Regions from separate parts of the Zea mays genome. Here regions 1 and 3 are each linked to region 2. A link is a contact called in public Hi-C data. All regions are on one chromosome and are shown on one strand. Each heading gives the region's core, a stretch centred on a gene start, on an enhancer-like site or on the middle of the called end of the contact. The rest is flanking DNA. Distances are from core to core; before and after follow the strand shown. Region 1 holds the start of LOC100193583. Region 2 has its middle 4.4 kb from the start of LOC103654649. Region 3 holds the start of LOC100273071 (putative thaumatin domain family protein).

The links. A called contact is a pair of places that touch in the nucleus more often than the background predicts.
Region 1: a Hi-C map of tassel shows a contact between it and region 2, with 2.5 times the contacts expected there. The contact joins the promoter of LOC100193583 here to the enhancer-like site in region 2. A contact is called at or near these places in 4 of 25 Hi-C or Micro-C datasets (ear, leaf and tassel).
Region 3: a Hi-C map of tassel shows a contact between it and region 2, with 2.1 times the contacts expected there. The contact joins the promoter of LOC100273071 here to the enhancer-like site in region 2. A contact is called at or near these places in 2 of 25 Hi-C or Micro-C datasets (ear and tassel).

What each region holds. Positions count from the first base shown.
Region 1 is chr4:223,528,952-223,532,394 of Zm-B73-REFERENCE-NAM-5.0, forward strand. It overlaps LOC100193583, which reads left to right and starts at 1,301. Exons shown (of 3, transcript NM_001138690.1): 1 at 1,301-1,546; 2 at 1,643-2,057; 3 at 3,178-3,443. The coding sequence starts at 1,374. The coding sequence ends at 3,339.
Region 2 is chr4:223,452,490-223,455,576 of Zm-B73-REFERENCE-NAM-5.0, forward strand. No RefSeq gene overlaps it. Among protein-coding and RNA genes, the nearest start is that of LOC103654649, 4.4 kb to the right of the region's middle. Within about 2 kb of position 1,437, at least 3 of the 20 cell types and tissues checked have an H3K27ac peak or open chromatin away from gene starts, as enhancers often do. A contact at or near this core is called in tassel, where this site is marked.
Region 3 is chr4:223,383,721-223,386,939 of Zm-B73-REFERENCE-NAM-5.0, forward strand. LOC100273071 (putative thaumatin domain family protein) reads left to right here and starts at 1,354. Exons shown (of 2, transcript NM_001147520.1): 1 at 1,354-2,462; 2 at 2,845-3,219. The coding sequence starts at 1,758. The coding sequence ends at 2,928.

The sequences.
Region 1 (3,443 bases), core at 51-2,550, 76 kb after region 2:
CTTCGGCAGAGGAGAAATCTTGGATGAAGAGCGACAAAGGTGCAATAAATATGAAGACAGGGAAAAGGCAGTAATATCCCTACTACCTTTGTAAACAATGAGTATAATGCCTCAGGGGTGCGATTGTAATTTTGTACAAAGGCGGTTCATCTTCCCTATAAATATATGAACAATCCTCTGCATAAAGTACCTTTTTAAGGGCAATAGCTGCATGCCTCTTAGCATTCGAAGAATCTTCGTACCTCCCTCTATCAAGGAGCCGAAGGTACGCTTGTAAATTTGTCTAGTGTAATGGGAGATAATGAAAATGCTAAAGCAAAGGAGATAAGTTCTAGTAGACATTTTACTGTGTTATTCCATTACACGTCATTTCTTTTAACATTCTTATAAGACTTTGGTCCTTCATATCAACACTCTAAAAAATTTTAAGCCCAGGACAAAGGTCTCCATTCCTAACTTGTCTTGCCTTGAGTCTCTAACACCTTCAGGGATTAAAATCAAGTATCCAACACACGAGATGAATCTCATACTATACTCTAGGACGTTGTTTCATTTTATGTTGTATTATTTGCCTTTCTTCCTAAAGACCTTCGTCCTTCGCGCTGTTAAACCAAAGGACGAAGATTTTAATATTTACCTTATATTGCCTTGATTTTTGGTACCTTAAAGGGATTGAAATCAAGTACCAACAGTACGCCACGCTCTAATCGATCAACAGCTACCAGAGATTAGAGCAGAGAAGATCTTATATGCATGGAGAGGGGAACGAACCGACAAAAACCAACAGGAGCAGGGGACAGAGGAATTACTAATAGGGTGTCGTGTGGTGGGACGGGGTGGAGATGTGGGGCAACGGTGAAAGGCGGCGCGGGGAAGGGGAGGATGCTGGGACACGACTTGAGCTTGCGGCTGTTGTGGAGGTCGTTGTACGCGCGGAGGTTCGGAGACTGGTGGGGTATAACTGGTGTGGAGACGACGACGACTACGACTACGAAGACGATTATTGCAAATCTGGTGGGTGCGCGACAGAAGATGGACAGCGGGTTGGTTAGACAGAAGTGTTATAAAAACGGCGATCGTGGAAACTAGAAAAACGGGTTATAATTATAATAGTAGAGAAAAGACTTGTATTAGGTTGACAATGTTCAAAGGCTAACAAGTCCAGCTCGATATTTGCCAAAAGTTTACGGTTTTGTATTTCATCGTGTCGCCCAAGAAAATCGAAGGAACGCGCCGCCACCGGCCGCAACAAAGCAACGCAGGCCTCCGGCCTCCCTGAACTGACTTCAGAAGTCACCAACGCACCCAGCACAGACAGAAGACCCTCGCCGGACGCTCGCTCTCGCCGGGGACAACTCAATCACGAGGCCAGGATGGCCCGCTACGATCGCGCGATCACCGTGTTCTCACCCGACGGCCACCTCTTCCAGGTCGAGTACGCCCTCGAGGCCGTCCGCAAGGGCAACGCCGCTGTCGGCGTCCGCGGTGTCGACACCGTCGTCCTCGGCGTCGAGAAGAAGTCCACCCCCAAGCTCCAGGACTCCAGGTCGGTCCGTCGGTACCTCCCCCTCCCTCCCATCCACCAGATCTCTTGACCCCGGGCGCCGCCTCACCCAAATCCTCCCCCAAAAAATCTCCGCAGGTCCGTGCGCAAGATCGCGAGCCTGGACACCCACATCGCGCTGGCGTGCGCGGGGCTCAAGGCCGACGCGCGCGTGCTCATCAACCGCGCTCGCGTGGAGTGCCAGAGCCACCGCCTCACAGTCGAGGACCCCGTCACCGTCGAGTACATCACGCGCTACATCGCCGGCCTGCAGCAGAAGTACACGCAGAGCGGAGGGGTGCGCCCCTTCGGCCTCTCCACGCTCATCGTCGGCTTCGATCCCTACACCCAGAAGCCCGCGCTGTACCAGACTGACCCCTCGGGGACCTTCTCCGCTTGGAAGGCCAACGCAACCGGCCGCAACTCCAACTCCATGCGCGAGTTTCTCGAGAAGAATTACAAGGAGACGTCCGGTAAGGAGACCATCAAGCTCGCCATCAGAGCACTCCTTGAGGTATACACTCAAGCACTTAATTAGCACTAGTGGATCCAAACAGGCCCTTTTATGTGATTATTCAGAGAGACATAGTACTTGAAGGGTGTCAATTGGGAGCAATTAGTATAGAATGAGAAAGATCAACTCCTTATTTATAAAGGCGACAATTTGTCACTGAAGTGAACCAAATGATGTGGCAGTGCTGGACTTAGAACTAAGCTTGCATTGCTCAACTCAATGTACCACTGGAGTGTTGAAATCTATACTTTGTGTGTGCTGTGGCAGCCAAGTGTTTCATGTGTCATGGTTGATTCATTATGAATAGTGGTAGCATCAACTATAGATCCCAGTTTAAACGATAGTTGCAGATTTCAATGAAATTTTTATAATCAGGTCGGTTAAAACAGCATAGATGAAACTAAATAAAGTTGTATAAAATTAGTTTTACAGAACTTGTTTCATCAACTTTCAGATTGGAGTTCTTTCACTCAGAAGTTTCAGATCTAGTTAATCTGAATTGATTACTATATTTTTGAATAAAATATCCTTACCATTAAAAAAACTCGACTTTGGCCTCACCAATGGGCCAATGGCATTGTAGCCCATGTGACAACGACTGCAATCGGAGTTGAGTCTTAAATCTATGCTTTGACGTGAGACATACGATGGGAATTTTTAACTCCAAATTGAAATTCACTGCCACAGAGAGTCAAACTTTGGACCTGACAAGTGCTACTCAAACCACTTAACCGGCTCAGTTAGAGGCTCTTTCACATTTCCTTGTACTACTGTTCAAAATGCTAAGAATACATGCACATAGTCATAACTATGGCATATTTTATTTTAGAGGCTCTGACAATCTGCTTTTAATATGGTTTTCACCAATATACCTTATAATTCATAAGTTGTTAAAAAAGAATTTTATGTAAGCTCATTTTTGTTCTTGGTTTCTGTTTTCTATATTGGAAATTGTTCAATTGACCCAAAGCTTTCACCTCTAGGTCATGAAGAATTTGCCCCTCTACGTTATCCTCTTCTAGCTTACTTTCTTTTTTTAATGAACTATTTTTGGCTCAATTGTTCTGATTGAACCTTCAACTGTATTTGGTGGCAATGATTGACCATCTATAATCTCTAGGTTGTTGAGAGTGGTGGCAAGAACATAGAGATTGCAGTGATGACACACGAGGACGGCCTTCATGAACTCGAAGAGGCTGAGATTGATGAGTATGTTGCCGAAATTGAAGCAGAGAAAGCCGCTGCCGAGGCTGCAAAGAAGGGTGCACCAAAGGGGAACTGATTCCGCACAAGCTTAGATTGCGCCTCTTGTTCCAGAGCATGTCTTATGATTCACCTCTTAGATGATTGCCCGGATGTTTGGATACAGGAATATTTATAAAAAAA
Region 2 (3,087 bases), core at 187-2,686:
TGCATAGTACTCCAGTTCTTTTTTATGAAGATGGTGGATTTGATGTACAAAATTTGATAGATGAGTGCAGTCGGTTCTGGACAAAAACTGATGTGTGATAAATATATTTATATGATTATTGTGTAATTAAACTATTAAAATTATGATTTTTAGAAAAAAAATATGTACTTTATTAGTTACTTTACCAAAATATTAATTTTAAATTCTATTTTATTATATGTTAACTGATATAAAAAGTCTTTAAGATTGTGGTAACGTGAAGGTAAAAACTACGAGACGAGTTTAGTGCTGGGAATTGGGTCGGGCCGGGCCAGCCCAGCCCAAGCCCATCGTGCTTCGTGCCAAACGGGTTTATAGCTTACTAAATTAAAGCCCAAGCCCGGCTCGTATATTTAACCACATAAAATCAAAATATTACAACTATATAAAGTTTATAGCTTACTAAATTAAAGATATTAAACAATTCTAGCATCATTTGACCACATAAACTCCAAATATAACAACAATATAAAGTCGATATCTTACTAAATTAAAGAAATTAAACAGATTGAGCTTAATTGGGCCGTGCCGGCCCAAGCCCGGCCCATCTATGCGGGCCGTGCCAAGGGCCCGACGGGCCGAAAAATGAGGTCCGGCCTAAGCCCGCCTTCGGGCCGTGCTAGACTGACCCATATTATTTCGTGCCGGGCCGTGTTTTGGGCTCCTATTTTCGAGCCGTGCTCGTGCTGGTCCTAAAAGCCTGGCCCATATTCCTAGCACTAGGCGAGTTGTTATAACTGCCTTTCTCACCATAAACCCTAATCATCGTTCGTTCTGTTGTTCGCCGAAGAGATTAGATACCGTACAGTAGATTAGAACAAAACAGTTGGTGCAAAGCCGCAATGTCATCGTCATTCTCGCCGGAGGTGGATGGGAACCACAGCGACGACGAGAAAGACGGCGTCGGTGTTCTACCTGAGGATCAGGTGTTCGAGATACTTACGCGCGTCCCCCTCGACGACCTCGCCACATGCCGCATGGTGTCCACCCGGTGGCGCAGGATCACGTATGAGCCGGCGTTCGCGCCGCTGCACTGCAGCCGCACCGCCGCCGTGTCGGGCTACCTCGTCCAGAGCTTGACGCACAACCGCTACCGCGCAGACTTCGTCTCGATGCCCTGCTCACCGCCGGCGCCGGCGGTGGCAATCTCGCTCGACTTCCTGCCGTCCGCGCACGTCCGCGTCGTGGCCGTGGCCGCGCACCGCGGCCTCGTGTGCTGCGTCGACGTCGACGCGATGCGGCCGACGTGCTACTACGTGTGCAAGCCGGCCACGCGACAGTGGCGGGCGCTGCCGAACCCGCGGGTGCGGTTCGACACGGTGGCTGTGGCCATGGAGGCCCGGCCCTCCGGTGCCACCAGGGCGGAGTTCAAGATCGTCCGCTTCTCGCGATCGGTAGTCGTCAAGCCGGGGGACCGGCTGCGCTGCGAGGTGTTCGACTCGCGACAGTTCGCGTGGAGCCAAGCTCCGCACGTGCCGCTCGGCCCGTTCTCCCTCCAGGCCCAGGCGCCCGCCGTGCGCGCGCACGGCGCGATGCACTGGCTCCGCTGGTCCGACCACAACACGGGCGCGCAGGACGTCTTCGCGTTCGACGTTGAGGCCGTGAAGTGGAGGCTCATCGCGCTGCCGCAGGAGGTGGACCAGATGGACAATCCGTGGGCGCGCAAGAAGATTGGCGCCGTGGAGGGGAGGCTGTGCCTGCTGGTGCTCACGCACGCAGCTGGCGCTGTGAACGAGGAGGTGCTGGAGGTGTGGGAGATGGCTAACTACGGAGAAGGAAGATGGACGAAGAAGATGACAATAAGCTTGAAGGACCTCCACGAGCACGACAGGCGGGCGGTGATCCACGGTGTCCTCCACTCCTCTGATGTCGCCTTCTTCTGCAGCTTCTACAGAGTCATGTGGTAATCAACTAGTAGCTGCATGACGACTTTGTGCATTCATCCAGTCATTCTTTTGCGTAGTTACTGAATTTGCATTCATCATCCAAATCATGTGCCTGACTCGGATCGCATCGCAGGTATGATTTCAGGAAGGGAAAGATGGCCGAGGTCCAAGTCAAGAACATAGGCATAGGCCTACAACAAATTTTCAAGTACGAATCGGACTTCAATCTATGCAAAATAGGTAGAGTGTGCCCGTCTCCTTCTTGAAACGGCATGTTCTAATGATAATGATTGTCAGGGCCTAAGAGGCCCATAGAGGGGGCTGCGGTAGCAGCAGTCATGGGTCCTCAAGGAAGATTAGATAAGATTATAAGATTAGTTGAGATTATCTAGGAAGTTTGTCAGTTAGTTTGTTGAGGGTTTTAGGAGAGTTTTAAGGAGATAAGGATCTCTAGCTAGATAGGGGCGACCAACTGGCCTATTTATGTAATCAATGGATGAGAAATAAAGTAGACAAAAATTAGAAGGGGGAAACCCTTCACTTGCTCGACCGTGGGCAGAGGCCCCCGGCCGACGTTCCTGCCCATCGATATCCCTCTCCGATCCCTCACCGATCTAGCGACCATAACATCTGGTATCAGAGAGCTTGAGTTTCAATCTGATCCCATGGCTTCTACTGCCAATTTCGTGGAGTCATCCTGGTAACCGGCGTCCCCATCTCTATGGACTGCGCCACATGTCACCTTCGTCATGCCGTCCTGGTAACCGACGTCCCATCTCCATGGGCTGCGCCGCATGCCACCTTCATCACGCCATCCTGGCAACCGGCGTCCCTATCTCCATGGACAGTATTGCCTGCCAATTTTGTCACCATATTCTAGACGCCGACGTGCCCATCCCCAGGAACAACGCCTAATTTTGTCACATCTCTTTGTTGACGGCGTCTCCGTCCCCATGGGCGACGCCACCTGGGGCAGCCACGGCTCAGCAATCATCAGCTCCATCGATGGGAGACTTGTGGACCAACATAAGGGCTGATCTCGCAAATATACAAGCCACGCTCCAGAAGGTTGAGCAAGGGCTGCTGCAAATCAAAATAGCAGTGCAACATGAGCAGCACCAGCTGGCGTTGTCCGCACGGCTCCAGACGTCGGCGGCTGTGG
Region 3 (3,219 bases), core at 104-2,603, 69 kb before region 2:
TACATTTGTTAACGACGAAGCCAAATGTTAGGCAAGTGATCTTCCGATCTTCGACATACAAGGCCCCCAACAATGAATATAAGTATTAATGTTTTCTATAACTTTTATAAAGAGATAAAAATTATTTGAACATAAAAGAACCATTAAAACGTTAATTTTTTAATCTGTGCCTACTTAATGCCGTGTCAGCCTAAGCACATCTCATCTAGTCATAATGTGTCATGCTGCCTATGGATCCCATCGTTTAAACCGTGTCACTGGGTCTTTTTTTTTTGTGTGCTGGATTATACTTTGAGCTCCTGTTTGTAAACCGTGCCCGGCTTAGCCTCACCTAAAATTTCAGGACTAGATCAAATGAGGTTAGGCCGTTAGGGTGATTAGACGCTGCTGCGGCAGACGAATGTTATGAGCTTTGCAGTTTTTGCATTGCTCAGAATGTGAGCCCGAATCCGGAGGTAGGCATGGGTGCCAAAGCGAATTGTCATGTATACATTCTATCATCTATTTCAGGCTCTAATACGACACGGGTCAGCTCACTGCCAGACGAGACGGCGCGTCGTCGATCTGTAGGTCCGTCAGTTGTCGCCGCAAACGTCGGCTGAAACGTACTGTGTGTGTACTACCTTGAGTCCTTGACCCACCAGCAGACAGTCGACAGACCGGGGGTGCGCGGCTTCCCCGGCCGGTCGGCATGGCACATCGCGCCGTCGCCAATGATGCAGTTGAGTGGAGGGCACATGGTACAAAGTAGCAGGCAGGCCGAGGCCGGTCGGGGCGTCGGGCGGGCCACCGTGGGGTTTGGGAAGCAGGGCAGCTGCTGCTTGCTGCTCGAGGCTTTCCTCCTGGAGTGGAGTATGCATATAAAAAAAAACGCCCAATGAGGAAATGACCTGACGTACGGTCCCGATGCGTGACAGCGCCAGGTTACGCAGCGAGCGGAACCAGACAAGGGCGAGTCGTCACCACCAGCTACTCTGCTCACCAGTCACCAGCGCTCGCTACATCTGAAAGCCAAACTAAAAACTGGCAATCATCAGCCAGCCACTGGTCCTGCCTGCTCCCGGAATCTCTAGCCTAAACTACTCTATTTTTCTCTGCTGGAATCTAATTCGCCAAGTTCCTCGCGCACGAAATGAATGAACGGTGAACCACGCCAGATCCGTTTCGTACCACTGGTGAATAGGACCGTTCCAAATTAAATCGTTGATTGCTCGTAGCAGCCATGAGATTAGACTAGACGAGAGAACGAAACACAGGGAATCCACCACTCATCTCAGTTTCAATTGACTGGATTGCTGCCGTCTCCGGCAGTTATAAAACCGGCAAGCCACGCACGGCACGCCTCCCGGCTCCCGCAGCCAGCCCTACATCCCCCGCTCCGCTCCGCTCCGCAAGCGAGGCGAGGTAGGGATACCGTCGATACGGGCCCACTTCCTCCTCCACCTCCATGTTCCGTCTCGCCCCAACTGCCGACCGCCGCCCTCGCCCCGGCTCCTCCCTTTCCCTCTAGCTAGCACCAATCGTTCATCCAGTCTCACAACCGAGCTCCCCGACCACCAGCACGCCTCGCGCTCGCGCGTCCCTCCCAACAGCGTGCTCCAGTTCCTTCAATGGCATCTCGGGCGCGCCTGCCGGGCACGCCGGCCTCGATCGCCGTCCTCATCCTCTCCTTCTTCCAAGGTACGTATGTGGTGGCTCTGATCCACTTGCCCGCCGTGGACTGACGGGCTGCTTGGGTTTGTGGGTGGGTGGGGGTGGTGGTGGAACCCGGTGCGGCGCGCAGGGTCGGTGTGCGGCACCACGTTCACCTTCAGCAACCGCTGCGGCGACACGGTGTGGCCGGGCCTGCTCGCCGGCTCGGGGACGCCGCCGCTGGAGACCACGGGCTTCGCGCTGGCGCCGGGGCAGTCGCGCGCGCTGTACGCGCCGCAGGGGTGGTCGGGCCGCTTCTGGGGCCGCTCCGGCTGCGACTTCGACGCCGCCTCCGCCAAGGGCTCCTGCGCCACGGGCGACTGCGGCTCCGGCGAGGTCGAGTGCCGCGGCGCGGGGGCGTCCCCGCCCGCCACGCTCGCCGAGTTCACGCTCGACGGCGCCGGCGGCAAGGACTTCTACGACGTCAGCCTCGTCGACGGCTACAACCTGCCCATGCTCGTGCGGGCCACCGCGCCCGAATGCCCCGACACGGGGTGCCTCGTCGACCTCAACGGGCTCTGCCCCGACGAGCTCCGCGCCGCCCACGGCCGCGCCTGCCGCAGCGCCTGCGAGGCGTTCGGCAGCCCCGAGTACTGCTGCAACGGCGCCTACGGCAACCCCAACACCTGCCACCCGTCACAGTACTCCCAGCTCTTCAAGTCGGCGTGCCCCAACTCCTACAGCTACGCCTACGACGACGCCACCTCCACCTTCACCTGCAACCACACCGATTACACCATCACCTTCTGCCCCAAATCCACTCCAACCAGGTCCTTGCCCAAATCAGATCATTCCTTCACTTCCAGTTTCAACTTCAGTTGCAATTTCGAGCTGTAAGGTATTGTTTGATATAGACTTCGTGAGAATGCCGAGGTCTTGATTCGGAATTCTTAGGCTTGGAGAAAAGCAAAGAAGCTTTGATTTGCACTCTTCTCTTTCCCATCTTTTTCCTTGTGTCCCCACTCGGCACCTTGCCACCTTGTGTGCTGTGTGACTAGAAAACCACAACTGCCGAGTTGGGACTGCAAGGAACACATCAGACTGATAGAGGGTTCCACATCCGATGCTTAGATTAACTTTACAAGTTCATGCTTTACAAGATTAAGCAAACCTGGTCTTACGCGAGCAATATTTCTTTTGACATTTTTGCAGCGACAAATCCGAACATTCGTCTCGGAGGCCAAGCCACGAGCAACTGGAAGATTCGGTGTGGCTTGCATCCTTGAAGGCAAGTGACGCCAGTGCTCTGGCAACAACGTCATGGTCGGCGTCCATTGTGCTCCGATCTGCCTTGGCAATTGCAGTGGCGACCTTGCTTGCTGCACAACTTGCACCAGATCATCCTATGGTCAGCTTGCTATGATTCATCATGGTTGCGGTTCTTGATCGGTAGGAGTCATCTAAGTTATTTTCTGACAAGAAGAGGATTAGAGCAGTAGCAGTGATCAGCAATGGGAAGAGAATATTGTGTAGGCTTTTTGTTTGTGGATAGGTGCTAGAGAAGGAATGATGTGTTACAAGTTGGCA